Regions from separate parts of the Mus musculus genome. Here all the other regions are linked to region 1. Evidence: chromatin contacts called from public promoter capture Hi-C and targeted proximity ligation data. All regions are on one chromosome and are shown on one strand. The core of a region is the stretch at or near the end of the contact, and the rest is flanking DNA. Distances in the headings are between cores, read along the strand shown.

What was found. Promoter capture Hi-C pulls out the DNA fragments that hold promoters and counts their contacts.
Region 2: a contact with region 1 is called in a targeted proximity ligation map of pancreatic cancer cells. A contact is called at or near these places in 2 of 39 promoter capture datasets (the C10 cell line and pre-B cells) and 1 of 130 datasets of targeted methods (pancreatic cancer cells).
Region 3: a contact with region 1 is called in a promoter capture Hi-C map of neutrophils, with 3 times the contacts expected there. A contact is called at or near these places in 1 of 39 promoter capture datasets (neutrophils) and 3 of 130 datasets of targeted methods (kidney, microglia and pancreatic cancer cells).

The regions. Positions count from the first base shown.
Region 1 is chr19:4,212,550-4,215,689 of GRCm38.p6, reverse strand. It overlaps Clcf1 (cardiotrophin-like cytokine factor 1), which reads right to left and starts at 1,452. Exons shown (of 3, transcript NM_019952.5): 1 at 1,190-1,452. The coding sequence starts at 1,205. It overlaps Gm45928 (predicted gene, 45928), which reads right to left and starts at 1,265. Exons shown (of 4, transcript NR_132309.2): 1 at 1,190-1,265. It overlaps LOC102631992 (a long non-coding RNA gene), which reads left to right. Exons shown (of 4, transcript XR_003952884.1): 3 at 1-2,640.
Region 2 is chr19:5,801,088-5,804,227 of GRCm38.p6, reverse strand. It overlaps Malat1 (metastasis associated lung adenocarcinoma transcript 1 (non-coding RNA)), which reads left to right and starts at 1,556. Exons shown (of 1, transcript NR_002847.3): 1 at 1,556-3,140.
Region 3 is chr19:5,566,481-5,569,620 of GRCm38.p6, reverse strand. It overlaps Ap5b1 (adaptor-related protein complex 5, beta 1 subunit), which reads right to left and starts at 1,597. Exons shown (of 3, transcript NM_001362046.1): 1 at 1,538-1,597; 2 at 1,014-1,181; 3 at 1-917. The coding sequence starts at 1,163.

The DNA.
Region 1 (3,140 bases), core at 203-2,702:
TGCACCCCAGTGTAATAGAAAGGTAGGTGAGAACATGGGTGTGGGGACTTTGAAGAAGCTACGCGGACTTTGCTTGAGGGGATCAGCTCCAAGAACTGGGGCGGTGGAAGTTGGCAGTTCGCTGGCCCTACCTTCTCGACCGTGACCTCTCGATCTCGGACCCCTCCCGGCGGCGATGGCGCCTTCCCCTTGTGTGGCCCCGGCGCCCCCGGCCCCGCCCCCCCGTTCGCTCCCTTCCCGGCGGCGGCGGGGGCGGAGGCGGGGTCCGGGCGTTGGGCTTCGGGGCTCGGCTGAGCCGCTGCCCGCTCCGGCGCGTCCACTCCCTGCCTGGCCCGCCCTCCTGCCACGGGCCGCCTAGCCAGGCAGCCGCTCGAGGGGCTGCCGGCAGTCTCGGCGCTCCCGGCCGCTGACGGACTTTTTCCTGCTGGGTCCGGCCAGGCTGCGTCTCCCCCACAACACCCTCCTGCAGTAATCACTCCCAGGCCACCGCGGGCTCGGGGCCCCGGCCACCCCGCCGCGCCTACCTGCCTCTGGCTCCCAGGCGGTGGGCAGCATGGAGGGCTCCGGCCACGCCGCGCGCAGCGTAGTAACCGGAGTCCCGTGGCGGCCCGGCCCGGCCCGGCCCGGCCCAGCTAGGTTTGCTCTGCCCTCCGCCCTCCTCTCGCGCGCCCTCCTGCCCTCCCCGCGGGCCGAGGAAGGAGTTCAGCGCGGCCCGAGGTGTCGGCCTCCCCCTCGCTTCCCGCTGCTCGGCCGCGGGCTCCCCCTCTGCCTCTCTCCCTCCCTCTTCCTCTCCTGGCCCCCTCCTCCCTTGCGCCGCGGCCCCCCCCCCACACCCTCGCTGCCCGCCTCGGACTCGCTCGCCCCGATTCTGGCGCGGGGCTCTGTGTCCGCGGGTTCCCTGGGACCCCGCCTCGCCGCGGCTCCAGGTGGCCGCCCGTCCAGGTCTGAGGGTTGTCCAGGCTCCCCGCCGCGTTCTCAGCCACCTCCTGGCTCCGCCAAGCGGACTCCAGGAATGCCGCGTCCCCACCCGGCCCCTCTCGAGGGCGCCCGGCCGTACCTCCCCAGCCCGAGCTCTGCTCCCCGGCCCGGCCCGGGCTTGGGGCTCCGAGGGTGGGGAGGAGGACGGGAACCGGATCTCACTGGTGCTGGGCGGGGGCGGAGGCCTCGGCCTCGGACGCCTGGCTCCTACCTGCTCGGAGGTCCATGGGGCTGGGGGCCGGGCCGGCCGGGCGCGGCTCCTCTCCCAGAGGCTGGCGGAGTGGGAGGGCGAGCCGCGGCTCCGGCGAAGCTTTAATAATCCCATCCGCCAGGCCCACTCGCAGGTTTTTTTCTCTCGGTTTCGCATTTTTTTTTCGGTGTGGGACATTCTGCAAACTTTTTTTTTTCTGACGTGTAAAGCTGTAACCACAAATTGTAGCAGCCCTCCCCGGGTGGGGGGAAGAGGGGGGAGGAGGGAAGGGAGGGCTTCTGGGGCTCCTCTCCCTCCCACAACACTGAGGGGGGGGGTGGTGAGGTGAGGCAAGGCTGCGACGGTACCACCCTAGGCCTCCTGGGGGAGGGGGCAGGGAGGGCATCGTCCCTCGGCAAACTCCTGAGAGCTTGGAAAGGGAGCTGGCCTTGGTGTGGGCTTCTTCCTTGGTGTCGGCCAAGGCATGCTGGCCTTCTTCCCTCTGCTCATTGCCGGGTTGAGGGTCCCTGTACCCACTCTACCTCTGCCTCTTCATTCTAACCTTCCCTCCCCCTCCCACTTGAGTAAATGCAATGACACATTCTCTCAAATGCCAGCAAGCTGGCCTCCAAGCAAGTGATGGTGTTTTTCCTGCTGCCCTTTGTCTGGGCTGACCGCCCCCCTTGCCTATTGTCCCGCCACTTGTCCCACTTCCAAAAGCTAGAGCTAAGTGTGGCGCCAGGGGCTGGGGCAGGTGACTAACCAGCTCACAATGCCCCCTGAGGAGGGGAGAGGGCACCAGGGCCCAGCTTCTCAGTCAAGTTCACAAGGGTTTTCATTCTTCCCGGTGACCAGGGAGAGTGCACATGGGTGGGGGATTTGTAATTCATTAATCAGCACAAGGCACCGGACCAGTTTCAACACCAGAGGCTTCACGGGTGACTCAGCGGGAACTCGAAGATTCAAGGCCATGGATAGACCCAGCATCCCGTTAGTGAAAAGCTTCCCCATCGAGACATTTGGCATCCTCTTCCCTTTGGGGGTTTGGGTTGTTGGTTTTTCCGGTGGTGAGGTAGGGGTGGTTTGGCTAAGAGCATTCTCCCTCCTTCCCCTCAGGCCTGGGTTGGGACTTTCTGAGTGGGAGACCTAGGGGACCCATAAGCCTAGACCCTCCCAGGAGGGTCTCCTTTCCTCCTCCTTCCTCCCTCTCCAGAGGGCTGCCAGGGAGAGCGAGGGAGCATGAGAGCTAGTGCAGAGGAAACAGCTGTCATCTGGGGCTTGGAGGCAGCCCCATTCTGTGATTTTTCTTGGGGGACAGTCATTTGGTCCCCAAGTCTTGGGTGCTTGTAGAAGCATTCCACCAATTAAGTCATCTGATAAGTTGCTGTGTTGTTTCTCTGTAGTCTCACCAGGGGTAGATAGCGGTGGCAGCCAGCCGTGGAAGGTGATGCCTGTCTCTGGAATGGCATGAGGTATTCACCCCCCCCCCCACTTCTGCTGGGACCCCTGGGAAAGGAGGGCACTCTGCCAGTCCAACACAGCCCCTCCAGCCTGTGGGTCAGCGTGGGCATCAGTCATGGCCAGTGCTAGTTTCCCAGGGCGGCACTTCCCTGTTCTGCACTGGAGAACTGGGGTGGGGGGGTGGGGGGGTTGGGAAAAAATTTGTTTTCAATTACCTCACTGGAGTGGGACAGACTTTGTTGTTGGGGTGTTTCTTTCTATTTTTTTCCCCTCTTTCCCTTCCTTTCTTTCTCCCTCACCCCCCCCCCCCTTTTCTGAACAAGAAGAAAAAGCTGAGAATGGAGAGCTGGTCTGGGTGGGGGCAGGGAAGTCTAGAGCATCAGTAGCTGCTCTGATGAAAAGTGCCTTGGAGGGGCCCTGTGAAAAGTGCTTAGACCTCCCTCCCCCACCTCCCCACCCCCCACCAGCCAGGGCTCTGGAGTTTCAATGGCATTCTTGGCCAGTGAGCCTA
Region 2 (3,140 bases), core at 307-2,806, 1.6 Mb before region 1:
TAATAGAATATTCATGTAATTTTATGTCCTTAGTGACTATCAGCCTGTATGGTCATTAAGTTCTGTCTACCCTGGGAAAGCCTCTGCCCAAACCTCCCTATTCACAGGTCCTAGAACGTAGAGGTGGGGAGCAGGACGGTGCCGCCAGGCCGTGTGCGATCGCGAGCTCTGGATCTCAATGCGCCCCGGGGCGCTGTTTCCCACGACTCCAGCAGCTTTTCTAAAAATCCAGGCAGCCTCCAGTTTACGGGATCAACCCGAGACTCGCTTCCCTTTGAAAATTCTAGAGTATAAAGTAAACGTACGAGCAAAGTATGTGTCTTAACACTTAATGGATGACATAGAGACCAAAAAAGCCATGTCCGTGGGCCCAGTAGGCCGCAATAAGGGGCGACCAGGAAACTGCAGCACAGCCCCCCGCAGCCGCCCTGCTCCCACACCAGTCATTCCAGCACCGTGGTGAAGGCGCTTGGGGGCGGGGCGGGGCGCGCCTGCGCAGCGAGGCTCTGCAGCAGAAACTTTGCCTAGACCGGCTGGAACCGGTTAGAACCGGTCGAACCCGGCCGGCTGCCAGCCCTCGATTCAGCAGCTCACAAAGGGAGGCGGCGACTCACGACCCGCGTATCCTTGCGCCTCTCCCCACCCCCTTTGTCCTCGCGACGGGTTCCGCGGTCCTCCCCGCCCTCCCTGGCGCGGCCCCCGCTTTCTGCGCCCAGTGACGCTTTCTCCATGGTCCTGGGAGAAAGAGAAAAACATCCTTTCCCCTCCGTCGTAGTTTTAGGAAGCGATGAGATAGACCTGGGGACCTTGCCGCCACGGGCCGGGCTCTGACGGTTATTAGCGCAGTGCGGGTGGTGCTCGGCATGGCCGCCAAGGTCGCCGTGCCCTCACCTGCAGCGACCATGGCCTTGCTGGGCTGAGACCGCAGCCTAACATGGCGGACGTAGGCAAGCACCAAAGCGCTCGTGTACCCGGGCTCGGAAAAGTGGCCCCGAGAGCAGCCGGAGGCTGCAGGTCGTCCCTACAGGAGCATTCCCAGTATAAACCAGTACAAAGTGTCACCACCTCAGAAGCCACTCGCAGGGCCGGTCACTTTCCGAGAGACCTCCATCTTGTTTCGCATGAAATGGCAGCCGCTCGGGGAGTTACAAAATGGGAAGTGGAAGCTGAAGCTGTGGGAAAGCCTGTTTTAACACTTGCAACATACGCTATACCCTCTGTCCTCCCAGGAAAACGCAAAAGGTGTTGAAACATCTGAAAAACTTGGGGCTCCCATTTTTAATAGCTATTAGTTCATGTTTTTTCTCCTTGTGACCAGAAATTTTAAACCTATTTGTACCTATTTAGCTGGTACAAGCTAAACATTTCTCTGTATTAGCAAGGTCCAAGAGGCCCACACGACGTCAAGAAAAATCTAGAAACTTGGAAGTCAGGATCTATTTTTAACTCTCTGAGGAACTATTTTTCTTCCTTCACCAAGGTGGTGGAGGGTTACTAGGTTCCGGTGGAGTGACGTGTCCCTTTGCAATAAATACCGGCGCTCCGGGCTCTGCGTCAGGCATTCAGGCAGCGAGAGCAGAGCAGCGTAGAGCAGCACAGCTGAGCTCGTGAGGCAGGAGACTCAGCCCGAGGAAATCGCAGATAAGTTTTTAATTAAAAAGATTGAGCAGTAAAAAGAATTAGAACTCTAAACTTAAGCTAATAGAGTAGCTTATCGAAATATTACTTAGTCTTAATAATCTAAGAAGATCTTAAGAGATAACATGAAGGCTTATTTAAACAGTTTGAAAAAGGAAATGAGGAGAAAAGTATTTGTACTGTATAATGGAGGCTGACCAGAGCAGTTTAGGAGATTGTAAAGGGAGGTTTTGTGAAGTTCTAAAAGGTTCTAGTTTGAAGGTCGGCCTTGTAGATTAAAACGAAGGTTACCTAAATAGAATCTAAGTGGCATTTAAAACAGTAAAGTTGTAGAGAATAGTTTGAAAATGAGGTGTAGTTTTAAAAGATTGAGAAAAGTAGGTTAAGTTGACGGCCGTTATAAAAATCCTTCGACTGGCGCATGTACGTTTGAAGGCATGAGTTGGAAACAGGGAAGATGGAAGTGTTAGGCTAGCCGGGCGATGGTGGCGCACGCCTTTAATCCTAGCACTTGGGAGGCAGAGGCAGGCGGATTTCTGAGTTCGAGGCCAGCCTGGTCTACAGAGTGAGTTCCAGGACAGCCAGGGCTACACAGAGAAACCCTGTCTTGAAAAAACAAAAAGGTTAGGCTAGTATTTGGAGAAAGAAGATTAGAAAATGGAAGTGAAAGACGAAGAAGACATACAGGAAGGTGAAGAAAAAGCTGTTAGAGAAGATAGGAAAATAGAAGACAAAGCATCTTTAGAAGACAGAAAAGGTACTTAAAGGCACAGGTAGTAGGAAGCCGAAGAATAGAAGATAGAAAGAAGCAAGATAGAAAAACAAAATGGAAGTTAAGACAACTTTGGATGCCAGCATTCAAGATAGGCAAAGAAGATAAGATTGAGGCCAAAAGGTTGGATAAGATATAAAGTCAGAAGGAAATTATCTTTAAAGCCATAAGTTCAAATTTCTGATGGAGCGAGCAGTTTAGAAGAGTCTTTAGACAGCCACATACAAGATTGAAGCTAGCAATCAAAGCTACTAGGACTGAAGTAAAAAGTTAAGGCAGAATGCCTTTGAAGAGTTAGAAGAATATTAAAAGCCTTAACTTGTAGCTTAATTTTGCTTGATGACAAAAGGACTTTTGATAACAGTTTCAAGATTGTCAGCATTTTGCATTGGACTTGAGCTGAGGTGCTTTTAAAATCCTAACGACTAGCATTGGCAGCTGACCCAGGTCTACACAGAAGTGCATTCAGTGAACTAGGAAGACAGGAGCGGCAGACAGGAGTCCCGAAGCCAGTTTGGTGAAGCTAGGAAGGACTGAGGAGCCAGCAGCAGCAGTGCATGGTGAAGATAGCCCAGGAAAGAGTGCGGTTCGGTGGAGGAAGCTAGGAAGAAGGAGCCATACGGATGTGGTGGTGAAGCTGGGAAAGGGTTCCAGGATGGTGGAGCGAGAGCGAGTTGGTGATGAAGCTAGCTGGCGGCTTGGCTTGTCAACTGCGCGGAGGAGGCGAGCA
Region 3 (3,140 bases), core at 348-2,847, 1.4 Mb before region 1:
GGGTGCTGGGCTCCCAAGGTGAGCCTGCGGAGGAGCAGAGCTTCATCCTGTGCAGTGAACAGGGCCTCGCCAAAGGCCGCCTTCAGAGACAGAACTGAGTGTAACAGTGTCAGCTGTGCCGTGCCCAGCAGCCGAACCAGCTGTGGCTTGAAAAGCACTGGTGGCTGTCCCCGAAGACCCCGGAGGGCCCAGCCCAACAGCCACAGAAGTTGAGCCTGAGCCACAGGAGTGAGCAGATAGGAAGTGTCCAGAAGCTGGGCCACGGCAGCCTTCAGCTCTCGGGCGTCCTCGGGGCTGGGCTCTAGAACCGGAAAGCCACGCTCCTCCTCCCCAGCTGTGGGCCAGCTGGGCCCCTGGGGCTTAAGATGGGCATCCCATTCCTCAGCCAGGGTCCAGTCCCAGGGACAACTCCCAGTGGAGAAGTCCTCAGCCACCAGCAGGCCTTGCAGGCCAGCCCCAGACCTGGACTGTACCACCAAGGTGTCGTGTAGAACAAGGGCCAGAAGCAGGCTGACAGGCTGGATGGGACCTGTTTGCCCTGGGAGGCTCCGCAGCATCCCCAGGGCGCCGGCCAGCAGCCCAGGCTTACAGCGCTCAAGTTCTCCAAGGCATTCACAGGCTGTGGCCTGTAGATGGCGCTGTTCTGAAGGGGTTCCAAAGCTTCGTCCCAAGTCTCGGCCTGAAGCTAAGCCAAGAAGTAAGGGCAGAAGCCGGCAGGAAGCTCCCGAAGTGGGTCCGAGAGCATCTCCTGACACCAGGGCTGTAGTGGCTGCCAACAACAGGAGCCTCCGGAGAGCTGAAGGTCTTGTGGGCAGGAGGACAAGCGTGTCCAACAGGGAAGTGGCAGCAGCCTCCGCGGCAGGTGCATCAGGCCAAAGTTTATCAGAGTACTCCAAGCTCAGTGTCAGTAAGGAAACCTGAGATGGGGGATTTAAGAGGAACTCGTTGAGTTCAGCATGCGGTAGTATGAAGCAACCATATGGACCACGGCAGGGCACACGGGCAGGACCTACCTTGGTCTGCTCGCTTAGCTTTTCACTCCTTAGGTCACTCAACAGGTCGCGACCCAAATCCTCACCTTCGGCACCTGCCAGAAAGGCGGATGGGCTGGCTCGGAAGGCCCCCAGGCGCTGGGCCCAGGCTTCTCGACCTAGGGGCCCCATGGTCAGTCATCCACTTCTCTGTAAAGGGAAGAGAGCATCAGACACCGAGGCGAGGACGACGCGCAGGCCTTTACGGCCACTAGAGGGCGCCCAGGTCCTCCACCTTCCCGAGGGGCTGCTGTTACCCTAGGGCCGTCTTGCAGACCCCTCCCCGCCCCCCAATGCCTAGGTCCCGAGATGAACTCTGGAGGCTTCGGAGATAATGCCGGAAGCAACAGCCCGGGCCCCTGCAGGATAGGACCCGCAGGATCGGGGTGGGGGTGCCCAGAAGGTGCGTGCGGAGAGCTCATTAAGCCTCCCGCCTACGAAGGGCATCGAAACCACAGCGTCGCTCGCGCCCCTGGCGCCCGTGGTAACGGGTCGGCCTCTCTCACCGCTTGAGTCAGCTGCCGCGGGCGCTCGGTCGGCTCCTTCCGGGCTGGCAGGCTGGCGGCGCGGGCCGGGGCGGGGCGCGGCGCTCGGCGCGTGGGCGGCCGGGACGGGGCGAGCCCGGGGGCGGGGCGTAACGGAGCCTCCGCCTGCCACGCCCGCCAGGCCGGCAGGTGCCGACTCGCCGGTTTCGCCAGGTCTGAGTAACTGTCTCGCCGTGCAGGCCCCCTGCCCCGAAACTGCCGCAGGCACGGGCAGGGGCGGGGTTTGGTGGGCCGGGCTCCCGGTCCGCTCCCCGATGGAACTGCGTTCCCAGGCCCTGGAGCAGAACAGCGGCTTGGGCAGATCGGGAAGGCGGCCAGCGCGTCCCCCAGTCCTCCCGCCCGGGCCCGGTGACTGCGCGCTTGGCCCGGCTGCTTGAATGCGGGTCTTCGGGCGGCCGCTGGGTGGCGCGCGAGGCGCAGTCCCAGGGCAGAGCAGGAAGAGCAAGGCGTGGGTCACTGCGGGACCGGTCGAACCGGCGCCGCAGGGCTTGGCTTGGCGTCCTCAACGCTGACCTGGCGTCGGGGGTGCTGGGGGGGACCACCTCGCTCTGCTTGGAGGCGAGGACCCGGGGCCAGGGTCGCAGCCGGATGGTAGCTGCTGACCTTTGCCCGAAGTCGCACGGATTGCCTACAGGGGTCGGGCGCGCTAGAGTAGAGCGAGCAGGGCGGGACCTTAAGACGCAGCGAAGCCGAAACACAACGGGATCCTGACTCTAGGTGTGCGTGTTGGCGGGGCCTGGAGGGTCACTCAGCTCGTAACACACCTAATATGAACCGAGAAACCAAGGCTTGAGAAGACAACGGCCGGGCTGCCAGACTTCTGGCCAAGTAGTACACACGCTACCTACTAGAGTCCAGAGGACTGTATCTGGGCTTGTTGGCGAGTCCCAGGCTGTGGGTGCTCACTGGCCCGCTAGTTTCAGGGGCTCAGACCTTCTGTCGTCCAAATCTCATACTCACCGTCCTATAAAGCCTCCTGCTAGCCACTTTGAAGATGAAACACCTGAGCCCCCATTGCTAGCCTCTGGCTATTTCTTTGTCTTTGTCCCTTTGGGTGGCCCAAGTTCCTTCCTAGCCCCTTATCCTGACCTGGCTGCAGATGAGAGTGGTGAGGTAGGGTCCTAAAAAGAAGACTGCCTGGGCCCCCAGAACAAGGGTAGAAGAAGAGAGAATGGAGACATGGGGGCGTTGGGGGAGGCACGGGGAGCTAGAAGACCTGGTCTCTGCTCTTCTGGGCTCTGGCTCCACAGCTGACTCACAGGCGACAGCTCTAAACCACTTCCCTCTAGGTGCCTCAGTTTCCCCATCTATAAATTGGGAGTGATGACTCCTGTTTAAGAAGCTTTGGGGTGGGGCGCCCGGCTAATTAGGCCCAAGATGAAAGAGGCCAGGGTGAGAGCAGCCCTGGGCTGGGAAGGCAGGTTGGAGTAGGAGCCTGTCTGGTTGCCCTGTCTGAGGCCCAGAGGGCGCTGATAACTGCAGGTCTGGTGTCCCAGCTCTCGGTAGCCAGAAAGGATTATTAAACCCTGTTACAGTTGAGGGGAGGGGCTTCCAGGGGTCAGGG